2 separate regions of the Hordeum vulgare genome follow, and region 1 is linked to region 2. The links are chromatin contacts, called in public Hi-C maps. All regions are on one chromosome and are shown on one strand. Each heading gives the region's core, a stretch centred on a gene start, on an enhancer-like site or on the middle of the called end of the contact. The rest is flanking DNA. Distances are from core to core; before and after follow the strand shown. Region 1 holds the start of LOC123449142 (receptor-like serine/threonine-protein kinase At2g45590). Region 2 holds the start of LOC123449138 (phosphomevalonate kinase, peroxisomal).

Region 1 (5,330 bases), core at 19-2,518, 990 kb before region 2:
GTGAACGATTGCAGCAAAAAATGATGCCGGTTGTAGCAAAAATTAACACAGTTGTAGCAAAAGTAAAAAACATCGATTGTAACGAAAAAATCGACGAACTGGAGTTGCAACCAAACGTATATGCAGTTTTTTTACTGGACAAAATGTAGCAAATAAAAACGCTTGCAGCAAATATGACGCTGGTTGCAACATTTTAAACGGAAAAATGTTGCATGTCCAGTTAGCGCTCAGCGTTTACCTTAAAAGAACGTGGCTCGGCGCATCTTGTATAAGAGCAAGTACAATAGTATAGCCAGATGTTGGCTATAAGCCATTGCCATGTCACATCTATAGCCCATTTTATAGCCAACATGTACAATAGTTCATTGCAAAAGTGTATTACTTCTTCATTATATGGTCCATCTTTGATACTCACAAAATGTATAGGAGCACGTGGTAGAGCTGGGTCTTAGCTAAGAGTCCGCTTACCTTCTCTCTCTTCTTCTCTTTCCTCTAACTAAACAAAAATATATTAATTTATTTCTTATAGCCAGCTGACTAAGCTTTATTGTACTTGCTCTAAGAGCAAGTACAATAGTAGAGCCGGTTGCCGGCTGTAAGCTCATGCCATGTCACCTATAGCCCATCTTATAGCTAACATGTACAATAGTTGGTTAGAAGAGTGTACTACTTATTTATTATATGCCCACCTTTCATTCTCACAAAGTGCCTAGGAGCACGTGTTAGAGCTGACTCTTAGCTAAGAGCCCGCTTACCTTCTCTCTCCTCTTCTCTCTCCTTCAACTAAGCAAAAATATACTACTTTATTTCTTATAGCCAGCTGACTCAGCTCTATTGTACTTGCTCTAAACGGTTCCATGACCTTTTTGCCTTGTTTTCGTGCGGAGAAGAAATGCCGTCAACACCAGACCCCCTCCGACCTACGGAATACGGCTCCTGTGCTCGCGAGCTCGGAGCTGTACAATAAAGGCGAAAAGAAAGCACGATGATTTCTTTCTTTCTTTCCGAGACGGTTGGCAGTTGCTACAGCTGCTAACCAGCGCAGCAAATCGCGTTCGCTCTTGACCTCATCCCGTGGCCTACGTTGACCACTTTGGTCTTTAAATTCCTTCTCGACTGCCTACGAAGACGCATGCGTCGCTCCAACGAATCCGGTTCTCGCCTCGTCACTGCCCGTGGGCCACGGGCGTCCCCCGAGCCCCACCTGGCAGGCAGAGGCATCGGATCCTCCCTCCCTCCCTCCGCACGCACACCGCGCAGGCCGAGGTTCAGATGAGGATTAGGTGGATGCTCGCTCGCTCGCTCGCATCTGAGGAATGGCGAAAAGCCAAATCACTTTTCGGCTCATCACTGCCCCCCTGCTGCTCCGCTTGTCTTTTCCCCTCCGCTGCTGATGCCCTCGCGCCAGCCCCCGCCGCCCGATGCCTCCCCACCCCCCGCCGCCGCAGCCGCGGCCGTCGTTGATGAGCTCCGATCTCGCGGCGGCCACCAGCTCCCAGTCTCCGCAGTCGCCTCCGCCGCCGCGGCAGCGCTTCTCCTGGCGGCCTTCGCCCTCTTCGTCTGGCTGCGGCGCGGGAGGAAGAAGCGGTCCGCTGCGGCGACGGCCGCCGCGACGCAGCCCGCGCCCGCCCTGCTGCGGAGGCTGTCGTACCAGCAGCTGCGGCGCGCCACGGGCAGCTTCGCGGCCGGGAGCAAGCTTGGGCAGGGCGGATTCGGTCCCGTCTTCCGCGGCGCGCTGCCCAGGTCGGGCCAGCCCGTGGCCGTCAAGGTCATGAACGCCGCGGGGTCCCTCCAGGGCGAGCGCGAGTTCCACAACGAGCTCTCCCTCGCCTCCCACCTCGTCGGCTCCGGCCACGGCTCCACGCCCTCCATCCTCCTGCCCTTCGCCTACTCGCTCTCCGCGCACCCCTGCCGCCGCCGGATGATGCTCGTCTACGACCTCATGCCCAACGGGTCGCTGCAGGACGCGCTGCTGGGGAAGAGGTGCCCCGAGCTGGTGTCCCAGTGGCCGCGCCGGCTCGCCGTCGCCCGCGACGTGGCCGCCGCGCTCCATTACCTCCATTTCGTTGTGCATCCGCCGGTCATCCATGGGGACGTCAAGCCTAGCAATGTGTTGCTGGATAGCGAGCTCCGCGCCCGCCTCTCAGATTTCGGCCTCGCACGGATCAAGTCTGAAGAAGAAGATGAGTTAGATAGTGGCGTGCTTGGGGACAATGCGGTTGGAAATGGGAATCCAGGTGGTGGATGCCATGATGATGTGTCAGTGGCCGGCGAGAGCATGACTGCTATTGTAGTGAATGGGGAAGACGGTGCCACCAAGTCTCCGGAGGATGATGAGGGGTTCACTGCTGCCTCGCATGCAGAGGCGGCATCAACTTCCGGATGTGATAAAACCAGTGTTGGTAGTGGATTTAATGGTCGAACCTGCAATGGTGGAGCATCAGGAGCTAGGAGTGACTGGTGGTGGCGTCAAGATAATGCTGCCGGCAGTGGTGGTGGCGGTGTTAAGGATTATGTGATGGAATGGATTAGGTCGGAGATCAAGAAGGAGAGACCGAAGAGCGATTGGATTGCGGGAGCGTCTACAACCACCCCTACCACCTCAGCAGAAAAGAAGAAGCCAAAGCGTAGGGCACGGGAGTGGTGGCGTGAGGAGTATGCCGATGAACTCACCAAGAAGCAAAAACGGCGGGCACTTGCTAAGTCAAAGAGCGATGCTGGCGTGATGACTGGCATGCAGTGGTGGGAGAAGGATTGTGATTTAGAGGAGAAGGGACGTTCAAGGTGGACGATGATGAAAAGCTGGAGTCGGAGGAGTGGCAACGGCAATGGCACCATTGATTGGTGGGCTGATGGTGTAAGGAGTAGCAGGGATTGGGCTAGTACAGAATTTGTGCCTAAGAGTGGTGGAGCAGTGAGCAGCACACCAAGCATGCGTGGCACAGTCTGTTATGTGGCTCCTGAGTACGGTGGCGGAGGGCCTCTGTCGGAGAAATGCGATATGTACAGCTTCGGTGTCTTGTTGTTAGTTCTTATTTCTGGACGCCGCCCACTCCAAATGACGGCCTCACCCATGTCTGAGTTTGAGAAGGCGAGTCTGATTTCGTGGGCGAGGCATCTCGCCCATGTTGGCCGCTTGCTTGATCTTGTAGATTCTGCGCTCCTGGATGTTAACCGTGACCAGGCGCTGCTATGCATCACTGTCGCACTCCTGTGTATCCAGAGGTCGCCAACCCGTCGCCCATCAAGCGAGGAGGTGCTTGAAATGCTCTCTGGTGAGGGTGAACCACCACATCTCCCAGTAGAGTTCTCACCGTCACCTCCTGGTGGGTTCCCTTTGAGATCCCGCAGGAAAGGCCGGTGAGTTTAGTTTGTTGGTTAGATGCAGAAGGTAGTGTTAGTTATATTCTTATGTTTGTTTCTTCTTGTACACCACCCTGATTTGTCTATTTAATTTATTGGGATCTTGTGTAGGAAAAACAGTGGCAGTTTCAATTCAACGTTGATAAGAACATCAATTCCCAGTCTAACCATTTAATTGACTAATTCCCAGTCGCAATTTCTGTTCAAGTTTAAGACGAACCGTCTCCATTAATCACATACACAATCGTAGTTTTTCTTTAGCGATAGGATTATTGGAATACAATGCATGATACCAGCAAGACCACTGAATATTGTGGATTGGGGAGTTCTCTCTTGTGCTGGTAGACTGGGAAGCATCTTGCTTTTTGGACATGCTTTGGATGAAAGTATTCTGCTGTGGCTTGAGAGCAAACTGGCGTGCCCCACTTTTGTGATGGGTTCAAGCTTTCTATGTTCGAAGATCCCTTTCATTTCTTTTTGTACTGAGATGGCAGCATAACCTTTCTCGAGCTAGTATATTCAGGTAGTCGCTGTCTTGCTGCATGCCCGTTTATATAGAATATAAAGCACATGTAGGCCACTGCGCTATAAAAAAAGGCATTCGTGCGGTCTCTCCATTGTGGGCATAGTTTGGTACGAAAAAGCAATGGTCTAGGACTTGAGGTATATCCAACTATGCAAGTTGGGCTGTCTGGACCTGATAATTTCCATTGGTTGAGGTCAGTACCTAGTTAGGAATACTATGTGAAAATTCAAGTTGATCAGCACTTCTGGAATACTACTCCCTCCGTCACAGTTTATAAGGCATGCACGTATACCTAAGTCGTTAATTTGACCAACTTAATAAGAGACATATATTACAAAAAATATATCATTAAAAACTTTAGATGTTCTATTTTGTAATGATATAATTTTTATGTTAAACAATGTATTTTATTTAACTTAAATTGACGACCTAGGTGCACGTGCACGCCTTATAAACTGTGACGGAGGGAGTACATGTTATGCGCCTTGTATATGTAAATACCCTTTCTTTGAATTCTAAATGTTTGATATGAAATCTGTTGAAACTCAAGTTGATGGCTAATTTGATCCCTTATGCAGTTCCGTTTCCCTTTTGTTCTCCATTTGTTCAGTCCGTGCTGATGGCCGGCACCGTAAATGGAAGTCGACTAGAAACCAAAATATTAAACAGTTTTGAAGATCTCAAGTTTTAGACCTTGATGCGTAGAAGGGTTGCCGATGTCTAAGCTAGCTGACAGGGATTATTTACTTCTTTATATTTATTTATTTATTGTGAAGAACTGACTGGGAGTTTTGACAAGCTAACATTGTTGCTACCTTGCGGTACATTGTATGCCTACTATCTTGATTATGTTTGGATCTAAGTAGAATTCATAGAACTGGTGGTAACTGATTTGGCGAACTCATTCAGCTGGAAGTTTGGAATTACTTATTACAGACTAGCCTTTTGCTGGGCCGGTTTAGGTCACCCGCGCTCGAGAGAGTAAATATACGAAGAAATTATTTTGTGGGCAAACACTGTATGTAACAGAATTCCTGTATCAGGCTATACCCTGGCATTGTTGTTTTGTTTCTAGGACGAAACGATCAATAGGAAAATGTAGCTGAATCATGAACTTGTGCTGATTTCCATATTGCACTTTTTTAATGGTTACGGTGCTGCTTGCTCTAGCCGTTGGATATTCATTATCGCGATTCAAATCATGGAGGACAGGTCCAGAGAAAAGTGTGAAATCAAAAGATAAAGGAGGACAGGTCCAGAGAAAAGTGTGAAATCAAAAGATAAAACAATCAGTCAGTCTAGGCTTATGAACTAAGTGACATGCATTTAGATTACCTTTTCATTTATTGTCATTAGTTCATCATTTGATCTATGAGCCTTTTTTTTATCGGTTCATCATTTATCCGAACTGGGTGGCTGTACTATATAATGTATCTTGATA
Region 2 (5,270 bases), core at 1,439-3,938:
GTCCATGCTTACAACAGTATCGTCCACATGTTGTTACTATCATTCTACCAGTTTCAGTCATGGAAACCAAAGGTTAATAAGCATTATAGAGGTGCAACTAACTACTAATCAGACTACATATCCTATATCGTCAGTAGCAGGCCAGTAATTATGACGAGTGGTGACAACCAGTAGAATGGTATAATAACAGTTAGGAAAACCTCGTCATCAATCATCCAACTTACAAGGCACATCAGAGGAGGCAAAGAAAATTGAGTCTTCTCATGATCCCACCTCCGTGTAACAATATCTGCTACTACATCTGGCAAGCAACTCCCGCCTATAACCTGTAAAATATTTTTTAAGATTACTACTGACAAAGTCACTGGGATAGACAACTGTTGGGCACTTGCTGGGATAGACAACTACTCCCTCCGTTCCTAAATATAAGTCTTCGTAGAGATTTTACTATGGACTACATACGGATGTATATCGACATACTTTAGAGTATAAATTCACTAATTTTGCTCCGCATGTAGTCCATAGTGGAATCTCTAAAAAGACTTTACATTTAGGAACGGAGGGAGTATCTGTGAGTTCTTACCTGAGCTGAGGAGAGAATTTCTGGAGAAAACCTTGTATAGCGCTGACTCCCATAGACAGCGGCACTAACATCAAAGCCACTGCCAATTTTCCCTTGTGCTAGACAGTGTGCACTTTGAGCAACAGCATGCACAAAGTCAAAATCTTGTCCAGTTGCAGTGTCACTGGATGATTGACCCGAACACGAAAGGTTAACAGCTCCAAGATAATGAAGAAGAGCAGCGACAACTGATGCAGTCATGGCAGCTGATGACCCAAGTCCAGTTTTTGCCACTTCAGGTTTACATATTTCTCCAGTTCCATTAGCAACTTCTGAGTTAAACGTAATTGAGCAAAATGGAGGCAACGAAAGCAATACCTCTGGAGTTAGAGGCAGACCACGTGCTTCAATCTGAAGAAACAATGAAATCCACAGCTAATTATTTACCAGTGACACAATGCCTTGGGGGAAAACTATGGTTGTATCATTGTATGACTGACAATACATACATAGGTCGAATATGGGACCGATATAACTAATTATATTCGTGTGCAAAAGAATGGCATACAAAAATAAATGAAAGGAAGTAGCAACCTCCTGGATGCCTTGCAGTGGGTTCCTACTTCACATGTGCATCGAATCTTAACTCTTACACATAAAGAAATAAATTGAGCATGAAAAGAAACCAGTGGTAACTTTTCAATATCACGAACTGTTGAAGTAAATAAAAAAAACACGACATCTAGAAACGGAGAAAGAATGTGAGCACTTTATACACATCCTATGTCACACTCGCATGTGAGCATGTCACTGTGTCTGTTTGAAGTTCGCAAGTAATTTCCTCTTTTCTAGGAAGAACCACACTTTCATATTGTAAACTTATAGGCAATACCTGATGGTATAACCAATTCTACACAATTCATTACCTATCCTGATAAGTGAAGTGTAACCGCATGTGACTGAAACAATAATTTGGTCACACAATCACTCAATTCTGGTTATCTTGGATCAATTTATTCGAATCCCTTTAGAGATCTTAGATTTGGTCCTGAATACTATGTTCAAGATTAGATTAGGAAACCCAAAAGGAACAAAGACCATGTAAATCAAATATCTTGTTTTTATTTTATTTTTCGGGCTCAACTGTGATTCAAATAAGAAGCATTACCTGCTTCCTGTATGAATAGAAATCATTGGAACCCAGAATTGTGATGTTCAAACCTGCACAAATAAAGCTCAAAGAGTCAACAACGAAATAATGCTACAGCAGGACCTCGCAAGGTAACTAATGGGAAGTTGCAGGACCTCGCAACAGCAGCTTATCTAGTGCATCTTTCTTCTCCTTGTCAGCAATAGACACTTTGGCAGCAGCTATGGAGAATTGTATCGCCTGCTCCACAAAAGGATTTGCAGACTCCCTGCAACATGAGCACAATCAATAACAGTGCACTGCTGCCAAAAACTGAACTCTAACAACACTAGGGCAAATGAAGAGTGCTACGCGGCGCTTTGGTCCAAGCGAATGAACGGCGACTTGCCTTGCGGACGTCAATTGGAGCGTCGAGTTCTTGATGGATAGCTTGTAGGCGGCCTCTCGAGAGAGCTGAGGGGAGGTCACCTTCACATCCGCCCACGCCTGATACAGCACAAGGGTACAGGATAAGCAGCGATCTGGTGGCGCGGAAATCGGAGGACTGGGGAGAGCTCGGCCTCACCCATGCCCAGGAGCCGGGGCTGAGCTCGTCGTGGATCGGGCGGACGATGGCGTAGAAGCGGGCGGTGGTGCTGAGGACGAGGCCGGGGTTGGGGCGCTCCAGCACCAGGTACCCTCCCGCCACGAGCACCTTCCCCGGCGCCGACGCGACCCTGGAGACACACGACCGAGCGGGGTGAGATGACCGGATCGGGGCCCGACTGCGGAGGCAGGCACGCAGAGAGGCAGATGCAGAGTCCAGCAGAGTAGGCGAAACCTAGCAGTGTCCGAGGACTCACACTTCCATGGCCTTCCCCTTCACTGCGACTGGAGTGGAGTGCGGCGGTCGTGCGGCTCGTTTCTGCCAACGGCGGAGGAACCGAGGACGAGCGGTGGCTGGTGGACGGGGAGTCGCCGCGCGGCGTTCTGCAAAGACTTTCGACGACGACGGCAGTGCGGAGCTGCAATTTGGCCCGGGACGTGCAGTTTGGCCCAGTTCTGCAGATGGGCCTGCCCAGCACGGCACGGCCCGGTCAGGGTTAGACGGGACAGCCAGGTATGACAAGTACACGGCCCGTGCCAGGCCGGCATGCGTGCCAGCCTCCTTGGCCCAGGCACGGCCCCTATGCTTCACGGGCCAGACTGGCGGCACATTTAGGATGTGTTTAGTTTCAGTCATCAAATGAAACGAAATGATGAGGCCTTATACTTCGAAATCAATAATTGAAGAGTATTTTTTTTAAAATCACTTCCATTTTTCTAGGTCGCAACAAGTATCGTATTATATGTATGCCACTTATCATAATCTAAAAGTTTTTTCTTTTTCATAGATCCGTTATTTTAAAACATTTTATCTCTTAAACCTGTGTCCAAATTTCCATCTCTTTCACCGTTGGATTTCTTGTGTCAAGATCTTCAAAACTAGATCCTATATTGTTAGGTTTGACGAACCTTTTTTAAAAAAATCCGGACGAGGAAACTGTGTCTCTGATGAAAGGAAAAAAAATATTTTTTTCGTTTTCGAGAGCACGGTCATGCCTCTCGTGGAATCAAATAAGTGCCTCTCGTGGAATCAAATATGTGCATCTCGCGGAAGCAAAATCGTATCTCTTAAAAAAGGAAAAAACAGAAAACATGTTTTTTCGTTTCCGAAAAGCATGCCGGTGCATCTCGTAAAAGCAAATTCGTACCTATCATGGAAGAAAAATATAGAAAATAGGGCTTTTTCTGTTTTCAAGACACATGTGCCTCTCGCAGAAGCAAATCCATGTCTCTAATGAAAACAAAAACGTGTCTCCCAAGAAAAAAACATGTTTTTCATGCAAAAAAAAATCCAAAAGCTAAAAAAGACCGTTGAAAAACCAAAACACCGAAAAAACCCAAAAAAAACATTTAAAAAGATGAAAACACTTGTGCAAAATTCAAAAAAATGGCAAAATCCGGAGGAAACATCCTAAACACGACACGTGGCGACGGATGAAAACGCGCCAAATGATGACGCCTGAGAGCGATCCTTAGGAAACTCCAAAAGAAACATTTTTCTGATAGTTGCTCCCTCATAGTGCTCTTTAGATAGTTGCTTCCTCATACTTGTTTTCGGTAGTAAAATAGAACGGGAACACAATTTTCCCTCAAAACCTCCAAATCGATGGAATCACGTGGAACTGCTCACTTTCATGTCTGAGTGGCGAAACGCTAGCGTCTCTTCCTTTGTCGGTCTGCATCGCCAGGGTAGACCGAAGAGGAGCAGGTCTGGCTGGCCAACGGTTGTCGGGCGACGGCGAGGGGCTACTACCGTACTACGGCAGGCAACCAGTGGTGGTAGTAACGACTCAAGAAACTAGGTGCCACGACGGCGGAAGGAAGTGAGCTCGCCTCAAGCAGCACGGGATGGGAAAGCACACGGGGCATGGCTGGTTCTTGCCATGTGTCTATGCTAGAACACACTTCTCACTAGGCAGCTCGGTGCTTTCCTCTCCCTAAGCAAGCAAAAGATTGTTTTTATTCCTTCATTGTGGGATAAAAGAAGCACATGTGATGCAATGCTAGCTATGCTAGAGGCCCAATTTTTGGATCCATACATTCAATTTATGCATGATGTTTACGCGGTGAAGCATGTGCAAATTGTTATTGCTGCAAAAACTAAGAAACACGGCTGAAAATTTAGGCAATATGCTTCCTGAAATTTCCAAAGTTATATTTGTTTAGATTGTGCAACATATACATACTGAGATAACCTCACTATTCCTTAGCAAGAGGTGAGTGCAATCAAATTTACGGTTCTGTCTCTTCAACCAAACAAATGAATGAAACCATTTTATTTCTGTTTTTGGCTCCGACCAAACATAATCAATCCATTTCACCGGAATGTAATGGAATGAAACCATTCCATTTCATTTCATTTGGTTCTTCAACCAAACATACTCTTAGCATACATGACCGCATTCTATTAGTCCTAATGGGTTGCTTTTTGGGCTATATGGGTTGAAATTTGTTGTATAAAAAATAATAATATAAAAAACTAAACGTGTTCAGCCGGACCAGCATGCATACCTAGCCTCACGGGCCAGGCACAGCCCTAACCAAGCCACGTGTCACCCACGGCCCATTAAGCCGCATGTGAGGCCGCCCCATGACTAGCGAGGCACACGGGCTATCGGAAAGCACCCCTAGGTAGGCCCATTTGGCCACGTTTGTGTCTATCACACACATCCCTCAGCCAGACTTGGCCAGATGGGCGGCCCTGGCATGGCCTAAGTTATACACGCATGGTTGGTCCGTGAAAGTTATTCCTCGCTTTAAGCGAGACAATAGCTTGCTCTTGCTGGAGGAATTTTGCTCTCGCATACAAATCAGCCCGACCCACTTTGCTCTCCTCCCTCGCTCACTCGGAACGCTCGGATCATTATGTTGCCGCTCGCTCATTTGGTCTTTTTTTTTCATTTTTTTTTCTTTTTTGATTTCTTCAGCTTTCTGTTTTCTCTCTTTTTTGCATCCGTTTTCACCTTATTACGC

What was found. Hi-C and Micro-C count contacts between places; a contact is called where the count stands out from the background.
Region 1: a contact with region 2 is called in a Hi-C map of seedling, with 2.8 times the contacts expected there. The contact joins the promoter of LOC123449142 here to the promoter of LOC123449138 in region 2. A contact is called at or near these places in 3 of 6 Hi-C or Micro-C datasets (leaf and seedling) and 1 of 1 datasets of contacts at active chromatin or transcription factors (embryo).

What each region holds. Positions count from the first base shown.
Region 1 is chr4H:498,926,458-498,931,787 of MorexV3_pseudomolecules_assembly, reverse strand. It overlaps LOC123449142 (receptor-like serine/threonine-protein kinase At2g45590), which reads left to right and starts at 1,268. Exons shown (of 1, transcript XM_045126244.1): 1 at 1,268-3,530. The coding sequence starts at 1,394. The coding sequence ends at 3,364.
Region 2 is chr4H:497,940,913-497,946,182 of MorexV3_pseudomolecules_assembly, reverse strand. LOC123449138 (phosphomevalonate kinase, peroxisomal) reads right to left here and starts at 2,688. Exons shown (of 10, transcript XM_045126237.1): 1 at 2,555-2,688; 2 at 2,278-2,428; 3 at 2,101-2,198; 4 at 1,868-1,980; 5 at 1,731-1,783; 6 at 584-973; 7 at 225-326. The coding sequence starts at 2,562.